Regions from separate parts of the Sus scrofa genome. Here region 2 is linked to region 1. Evidence: chromatin contacts called from public promoter capture Hi-C data. All regions are on one chromosome and are shown on one strand. Each heading gives the region's core, a stretch centred on a gene start, on an enhancer-like site or on the middle of the called end of the contact. The rest is flanking DNA. Distances are from core to core; before and after follow the strand shown.

The links. Promoter capture Hi-C pulls out the DNA fragments that hold promoters and counts their contacts.
Region 2: a promoter capture Hi-C map of fetal liver shows a contact between it and region 1, with 4 times the contacts expected there. The contact joins the promoter of DNAJB14 here to the promoter of SLC39A8 in region 1. A contact is called at or near these places in 2 of 5 promoter capture datasets (fetal liver and liver) and 1 of 2 datasets of contacts at active chromatin or transcription factors (alveolar macrophages).

Annotation. Positions count from the first base shown.
Region 1 is chr8:118,602,513-118,606,652 of Sscrofa11.1, forward strand. It overlaps SLC39A8 (zinc transporter ZIP8), which reads left to right and starts at 2,340. Exons shown (of 9, transcript XM_021101718.1): 1 at 2,340-2,568; 2 at 3,341-3,792. The coding sequence starts at 3,574.
Region 2 is chr8:120,565,627-120,570,151 of Sscrofa11.1, forward strand. DNAJB14 (dnaJ homolog subfamily B member 14) reads left to right here and starts at 1,769. Exons shown (of 8, transcript XM_021101721.1): 1 at 1,769-2,242. The coding sequence starts at 2,110. H2AFZ (H2A histone family, member Z) reads left to right here. Exons shown (of 5, transcript NM_001123122.1): 5 at 1-397. The coding sequence ends at 37.

The DNA.
Region 1 (4,140 bases), core at 1,090-3,589:
GCACAGCCAGATGGAAGAGGTGCACAGGCTGAGGTTTGGAGAAAGGGGGCATAGCTTCCCTCTCTGACTGCACTACTATCTATGCCTCCACATGTTCACCCATTGGTAATCTCTCCCAACCCAGTCCTTATGGATTTTTAAGAAGGCTTCATTATGTAGGCATGGACGCTTAAATCATTGACCACTGGTGATTGATTCAATGTGCAGCTCCTCTGCTCTCTGCAGAGGTCAAGAGGGCGGAATTGAAAGTTCCAACCCTCTAATCACATGGTTGGTTTTCCTAGCAACTAACCTCCGTCCTTAGTTGGGGGTCCAAGAGTCTCCTTTAACACCCTCATCACCTAGGAAATTCCAAGGCTTTTAGGAGCTCTGCGCCTGAAATAGAGATGAAGCCCACACATGTATTTCTTATTATAAATCACACTGTCACATGCCCCATGTCAGGCTGACCTCTTCACTGCACAGATGTTCATACCTCGTGCTAGTGCTGGGCAGGGTCTTCCTCCTCACCCTTGCCCATCTCAGACATTCTGTGTGGGGCCACCATCAAGCACGGATGCCCTCCTCTCACTCCCAGGCTCTGACTCCACCCTTGGCTGCCTCTCTTTCTCTTCTCTGATCCAAGTGTGTCCTCCAAACTTAGCTCTGACTCTTGGCAGCCCACAGCAGGCCACTGCTTTGTGTAGATACCCTCCTTTTTCAGCTTGGGTTCTGACAAACCACACTGGGAAGGGTGTTTCATTCATCAGACCTGGGTACGAACATTCTGTGCAGGGTTGCGTGAATACACGCTTACCCCATTAGCGATACAGCCTCTGATTTCCAACGTTTCCTCCCCAATCTCGACATCTTTGTCACCCTGCTTAGCCTCTAACTGCCCATGCTAAATTCTGAAAGAGAAAGAACATCTGTCTATACCCTGGCCAGTGCTCATGGCATGTTCCCTTCATTATTACCATTTAAAATGGCTTGACTTTTAAAAGCACATTTCTGAGAAAAATGAGTCTTTACATTACACCTTGTTTCAGACTGGAAGTCCTTTTCTTCAATAATGTTATTGGTAGAATGCTGTGTCTTGGGCTCTAAAACATTATTTAAGTAGTCCTTTGGTGATTATATTTCATTAGAATGGAAGCTCTACAAATGAGCCTCACCAATTTAGTAGTTAGTTGTAATTTTCAGAATACTCTCTTTTAATTGTATGCTTACGTTATGTTCACTGTTTTTGGTAAAGTTGCCAAGCAGGTCGATTGTTATTTATTTGACTGCTTATCACCATTTGAGGTTGATGGGCTGGCAAAATTTATCTGTCTGTCTGTCTGTCTGTCTATCTGTTTATCTAGAATTAGAGAGGACATGAATGGCTGATAAACCTTTATTTTAAAAATTCACAATATAAAATGTATATTATTTGAAACCCATTTACATCTGTGGAAAGTCCAACATACTATCAATGTTGCAGTTGAAGCTGGGAATGAACAACTTGTTGGGTGTAGATGAACCATCTAGAAAGCTCATTGATTTCCAAGAATCACTTCGAGTTACTGGGGTCAAAAAGAAAAACAGGCATCAAACTACATTTGAGAATCCAAGAATAATCTGGACGTGTTCCCATCAGTTGTGTAGTTTAAGAAGTTTAAGTGTGACATGAACTTACTTCTATCCTTGGGTGATGATGGTGTTTTTGTGTCAGTGTCATTCTGTAAACTAATATCAACAAATACACAGATTGTATAATTGGAAGGGGCACACCATGAAGATTTTTTTGATCTCCCTCCAAGGCACCAATCGTTCTACTAAGTACCCATGGGGTTGAATAACTTTCCAGTGGTGAAATTACTACCTCCCAAAGCAAAGTGTGCCTTATTTTCTGCAGAAATCTTCCTGCCCTGTTCCTGCTGCCTTCTGCTCTCTGCAGTTAGAATGCAGTTAAACCCTCTCCATAGCACCTCAGCTATGTCCCACTAGAGAGCTTCCTCCTTCAGGAAGATTCTCTCCCTGACTCTTTCTTGCACTAAGTTCCTCATGAGAAATGAGATTCTTTCCCCTGCCCCTTGTCTGGACTTAGTGTATCTTTTAAAATGTGCTGTTTTAGGAGGCTGTGCATTCTTCCTCGTGAAAGACAAGAACATTTTTGAGTTCCTCTTATTGTCCTAAGCTGAGTGAATCGTGGTTTCACTTTATTTCTGGACAGTTACAGCCAACAGACACAACCTTTGCCCCCAAACACCGCATTCACTTTGCACAAATTTGTTGACCTCACACCTAAATCAGCTTTTATTGAACCCTCATCTGAACAAACAAACATTCATTCTGATCTGCGGATATCCCGTGCGGCGTCAGGAAGGGCCGGCTCTGCACTGCTGGCTCAGTGAGCTTGCCACCGATACAGATTCGGTTTCCTTTTGCTCCTGACTTTAAGAAGTAAGACAAAAAAGCAATTCCTGCTAATCTCTTAGACAATGCAAAAGGCTCCACACTCTATTCCAGGAAGCTGGTTTCAACAAGGTAACAGACCACCAAGCCCAGAAGGGAGTCTAGGGATATCGACAAGGAGGTGGCATTCAGGTAACCTCTGGGGGTGAGGGCGGGGAGGCCGCTCGGCTGAGGGTGGGAGGGCTCAACCCCAGCCAGGAGGAAAGGGCAGCGGCTGTGCGCCCTGGCGTGGACACGCGCAGGAGTTCAGGATGGGGAGTGTGTCACCACGTGCTGCAGGGAGGCGGGGACAGGGCCCTTCTCCGGTTATCTGTTTAAGAGCTAGAGCCGGATCTCCCAGTTTCATAGCGGATTTGCCAGAGATAGTGTTGGGAGGGAGGAAGAGGGAGGGAGTAGAGAGAGGCAGACAGTGACTCACGTGGACATAAACAGACGCAGAAACAAGAAACAAACAGGCGAGGTGAGAGGTTAGAAGTAGCTAACCTACTAGCTTGCCCAGGCGGAGAAGAGGTCTGGGAGAGGGAGGGTCCCGATTAGACGCTCAAACCCCAGGACCCTGAGGTGGCCATTTCCTGCGGCTTCCTGGGGACTACACGTCTCACCCCTTCTACGTTTGCTCTGAAGGAATTAAGCAGAAAGAAAGGAAGAGGAGGTGGGGTTCGACAGCCAGTGTGGTTTTACTTTTTCCTAAGAAGTGGCGCGGTTTGGGGCTTTCTCTCCGGAAGGAGCATGTGTCATCACACTGTGCGCTAAACCTGGGACGTTTGCAAACCCGGCTCCGGGGCAGTTGGCCCCATGCCCGGCCAGGCGTTCGAGGGCTCTGGCCTCACAGTGCTCCCGGGGCTGGCCGGCGGGTGGCCTGGTGGCCTTTATCTCTGTCCCCCCTTTGTCCTCTTTATCTCAGGCTCTCCAGGAGGCCCGGGGGCCCGCTCTGTCTATCGCTCCCCACCCCCGGCTGCACCGTCACTTCAATGCCCGGCAGATCGCGGGCTGCGGCTCTTTCAAAGGCGGCGGAGGACCAGGGGCGCCCCGCGCCAAGGCTGACTCGGACCGGCGCCGAAGCCTGACCCGTGCGCCCTTGGGCACCGACGCGCGTCCCTGTGCACTTCGGGCCCGCGTGGGGCAGCCCCGGCCAGGATGGCCCCAGGCCGGGCGGTGGCAGGGCTCCTGTTGCTGGCGGCCGCCGGCCTCGGAGGAGAGACTGCGGGGCCCGAGCTCGCCTTCAGCGAGGATGTGCTGAGCGTGTTCGGCGCGAACAGGAGCCTGTCGGTGGCGCAGCTCCGGCGCTTGTTGGAGCAGCTGGGATCCGGCCCCGTGGAGGGCGCCCCCGAGCTCGGGCAGCTGCACTTCAACCAGGTAGGTCCCGGCCCGGCTGCTCCTCCGCGCCAGGTTGTCGGGAGACGTCCATTTGCCCTCGAACGCTCTTTATTGGGGAAAAGTGCGGGAAAAAGAATTTCTCCAGTCTGAGACGGGTGGGTCCTGTTTTTCACTAGACCCAGCTTTCTAGTTGGGGTTCAAGGGCTGTCGGTGTCGAGGGAGCCACACATTGCAGTTTTATGCCCAATGAGCTGAGCAGTCAGACGGTCGTGGTTCGAAGATATTATAGAAAAGTTTATAAAGTAGTTGAGGGTGGAAAGCACCTTAAGAGATGCTTTTTAGATAGGGATGGCGAACTGAAGCCTTCCCAGCAGAGACAGAGTTTCG
Region 2 (4,525 bases), core at 519-3,018, 2.0 Mb after region 1:
TCTCATTGGGAAGAAAGGACAACAGAAGACTGTCTAAAGGATGCCTGGATTCCTTATTATCTCAGGACTCTAAATACTCTAACAGCTGTCCAGTGTTGGTGATTCCAATGGACTGTATCTCTGTGAAAAACACAATTTTGCCTTTTTGTAATTCTATTTGAGCAAGTTGGAAGTTTAATTAGCTTTCCAACCAACCAAATTTCTGCATTCGAGTCTTAACCATATTTAAGTGTTACTGTGGCTTCAAAGAAGCTATTGATTCTGAAGTAGTGGGTTTTGATTGAGTTGACTGTTTTTAAAAAACTGTTTGGATTTTAATTGTGATGCAGAAGTTATAGTAACAAACATTTGGTTTTGTACAGACATTATTTCCACTTCGGTGGATAAGCTCAATAAAGGTCATATCCCAAACTAGTTGTGTATTAAATTCACTTGATTATGATGGGAACAACTTTTGTTTTGAATAACTATCTTATCCAGCAATAACTTAATAAGCACGTTTCTTACCTTGAAATTAAAATGTTAATTTTGTAGATCAACAAACCTCGAAGGCTAAAGCATATATATATTTTTTAATGCTATGAGATGAACTATTAAAGATTTTAAAACTTCAGTAGGAGCTTGGAACTGGACAAGGTGATGTTTTTTAGGTTAAATTTGATCATCTCAATTTGTCGCTGCACTTGCTGTTTGTGACAGCAGCACTACATCCAGAGCACTGTCATGGACTGGGGCAGGTAGGGAAGTTCTGTATATTGCTACCTCCACAGAAGGTACTTTCAGTATAAACAGTGAAGTGTTTCCTGTGTTCTCCCACTGTTTCAAAGGCTACCTGGATTAAACTGTTCAGTATGCACCATCTAATCCCGTTTTTACAGAAAAGAATCAAGGTTGGAGTTCCCCTGTGGAATAGCAGATTAAAGGTCCCGTGTTGTCACTGCAGGGGCTCCAGTGGCTGCTGTGGTGGGGGTTTGGTCACTGCCCTGGGGAACTTCTACATGCCTTGGACTCACCAAAAAAGAATCAGGGTTTCTCTGAAAGTCCTGAGTTGATCATATTTGCTGTCATGGCTGTCTTTACTGAACATTGTATGAAACGATTATTTTGTGGTTAAGTTGATTGGATCGTTTTGACATGACACTTGGCTTCTGACAAGTTCTTAGTTTTTGAAACTCGGATTAGGTCATTACAAGGCTCATCCTGCACACGGAGACCAGTATGACAGGTATAGCATTTCACAGGGGTAATGTGAAAAAAGAGTAGGGAGAAAACCAGCAAATAGATACATGATGGTAATACATTCCCAACGAGCTGATTCCTTCCTCGTTTTGGTCATGTAGGATTATTAGGGTTCCGGTTTTTCGCCAGAGTAAAGGCAAACTGCAAATTGTGTTTACTTTAACTCCCGGATGTACTAAGGAGATGGTTTTACTGCAGCTGGGTCAGGAAAGTGCTGAAAGAGGCAATGAAACAAGCCCTGAGTTAGGGTCGAAAGGCCCTCTACTGTGTCCCAGTACACCTGTGCCGGAAGCGCAGCCCTCACCTGACCGAATCCTCCCCAGGCTGAGGGGGGCCCTGAGGCGGGGCCTTCGACCTCTGGGAATTTTCCTGAAAGCGAACATGCCCACCCCGATCCGTAGCCCGGCCGCTAGGAAAACCGGCGGCCGCCGACGCGGGCCACCACGGGAGGTCAGAGGGCGCGGCGCAGTCCGGGCGGCCGGGTCCCCGCCCCGGTGGAACCCCCGGCGGGCAGCAGGCCTGGCATCTCCCGCCCCCGCGCCGTCCAGGTTGGTCAGCTCCGAGCCTGCTGGCGCCCCGCACGGACCGCCGAGTCGGCAGGGACAGCCAAGCCCTGGAGCTCTGTCCGGGGGCCGCGAAGGATGCAGCTCGCGCGGTAGTTGCCCGCGGGGGGCGGGGAGGCCGCCGTGAGGAGGCGGAGCTGCGAGCCCGCCAGTGCGCCCGGGCCTCGCCGCCGCCGCCGCGGTCTCCTGCGCTCCTCCCCGTTCGCCTCCGCACGCCCCCGTCCCCGGCCGGCCTCGCCTCCACGGCGGCGGCGGCTTCCGCCCCTCGTAGCTGCGCTCCCGCAGGAAACGGAAGAAGGCGCAAGCCATGGAGGGGAACCGGGACGAGGCGGAGAAATGTGTCGAGATCGCCCGGGAGGCCCTGAACGCCGGCAACCGCGAGAAGGCCCAGCGCTTCCTGCAGAAGGCCGAGAAGCTCTACCCGCTGCCCTCGGCCCGCGGTGAGGCCCTCGCTCTCCCTTTCCTCCCCGCCCGGCCCCCAGGCCGCCGCGCAGCCCGCTCTCGCCCCCACCCTCGGCCCTCCGGGAGCCAGCGGGGCTCCCGGCCTGCCCGACCCCGCGGCGGGGCCCCCGGGAGCAGCATCCCGACACACCCCCGCCCCGGCCCTGACTGCCCCCGGCCGAGCCCGCCCTGGGCCGCCCCGCCACGGGCCGCCCGAGACGCCCTCCTCACCTGCCTGCGAGATGCCCGCTCGCCGCCGACACGCAGGAGTTGCCGGTTCCCTGGTCGGTTTTCGTACTGTCCAGCTGTCATTCTCCCAGGAGACTCGCCGGGTTGTGTCTTCGCAGAGTGGGGCTTTCTGTCTGGGTGTTTGGTTGTGTGGCGCCCACCCTTCTCATCCTCACCCCCAAGTAAGGCCTAGGCCCCTAATGAGGTGAGAGGAACCGGGAACTCTAGTGGCTAATGTACAGGTCCCTGGTTCCACCGCCTCTAGGGTAGAAAACACTGTGCCCAAAGCAAACATTTTCGAATACTTGAGATGACATTGCTTTTCCCTGGGAGGGAGTTCGTTTAGAAGAGAGGAGCACCAATTTGGCAAAAATGATGGAGTCAGTAACCATTTGCTAAAGAGTATCCGTTGTTATAGCACCGTAATTGTAGACAAATGAGATACAGGTTTAGGAAGAGAGTACTGGACTGCCCTTAGTCGAATTCCTTCTGTTCCCATCCTGCTCTCTAGGCTTTAAAATCTTTAAAATAATTATAGCCAACATTTATTGAGCACTTACTTAAAGTACCTAGGGTTTTATATGAATTATTTACTCCTCGGAACAATCCTAGGATTCATTTGGCCAGGCTTACTCATATGGAAACAGACTTTTTGATGAATGAATGATGGATGAACGAAAACATACCCAAGGTCACACGGTAATTAGTGGCAAAGTCGGAATAGACTTGAGCTCTCTAGCTCCAAAAACCACTACCCTCCATTGCCTGGCCTATAGGGTACTGTTTCACTTGAGGTTCAAGGCATTTCCAGATTAAGAAAATTATCAGTAAGTCAGAAAGAAGGTGGGGCTACTTGTTTCATTGTTGTTTTCTTAATTTTTTTTCTACATTGTTGAAGCTTTACTTTTCTCTGTCCTTTCTGTTACATTGCTGTTGAGGACTGTACCAGGGAGGACAGGAGAGGGAAATGAAATTAAATAATAATTATTTTGTTAAATGTTGCAAAACTGTGAAATTTTTCAACTTAACCATTTTTAAGTGTACAGTTGAGTAGTGTTAACCGCTTTCACATTGTGGTACGACAAATCTCCAGAATTTTCACCTGACAAAATTGAAACTATCCCAATTAAATAGTTGCCCATTTTCCCCACCCACCCAGCTCCTGGCAACCACCATCATACTTTCAAAAATTTGACTACTTTGAATACCTTATATAAGTGGAATCATACAGAATTTGCCCTTTTGACTTTCTTTTTTAACTTAGCATAATGTTTTTGAAATTTATCCATGTTGTAGCATAAATATAATGGGAGTTCCTTTTTTTTTTTTTTTTTTTTGTCTTTTTGTCTTTTTGTTGTTGTTGTTGTTGTTGTTGTTGCTATCTCTTGGGCCGCTTCCGCGGCATATGGAGGTTCCCAGGCTAGGGGTTGAATCGGAGCTGTAGCCACCGGCCTACGCCAGAGCCACAGCAACGCGGGATTCGAGCCGCGTCTGCAACCTACACCACAGCTCACGGCAACGCCGGATTGTTAACCCACTGAGCAAGGGCAGGGACCGAACCCGCAACCTCATGGTTCCTAGTCGGATTCGTTAACCACTGCGCCACGACGGGAGGGAGTTCCTTTTTAAAGGCTGCGTAATAGTCCCTTTCGTGTATATACCACGTTTTCAATATCCATTCATCATCTACTAAGAGATTGTTGTTTCTGTATCTTGGCTATTGTGAATAATGCTGCTCTGAACATAAGTGTGCAAGTATTTCTCTTTGTGATCCTTTCAAATTCTTTTGGATATATACCCAGAAATGAGATTGCTTGATCATATTGGTAATTCTTTTTTCACTTTTTTGAGGAACTGCCATACTTTTTTCATGGCTGATATGCCATTTTACATTCCTACCAACAGTGTGCAAGTGTTGCAGGTTTTTGGTTTTTTTTTTTTTTTCCCATCTTTTTAGGGCAGCACCCATGGCATATGGAAGTTCCCAGGGTAGAGGTTGAATTGGAGCTTTAGCTGCTGGCCTATGTCAAAGCCAGGAATCGAACCCATATCCT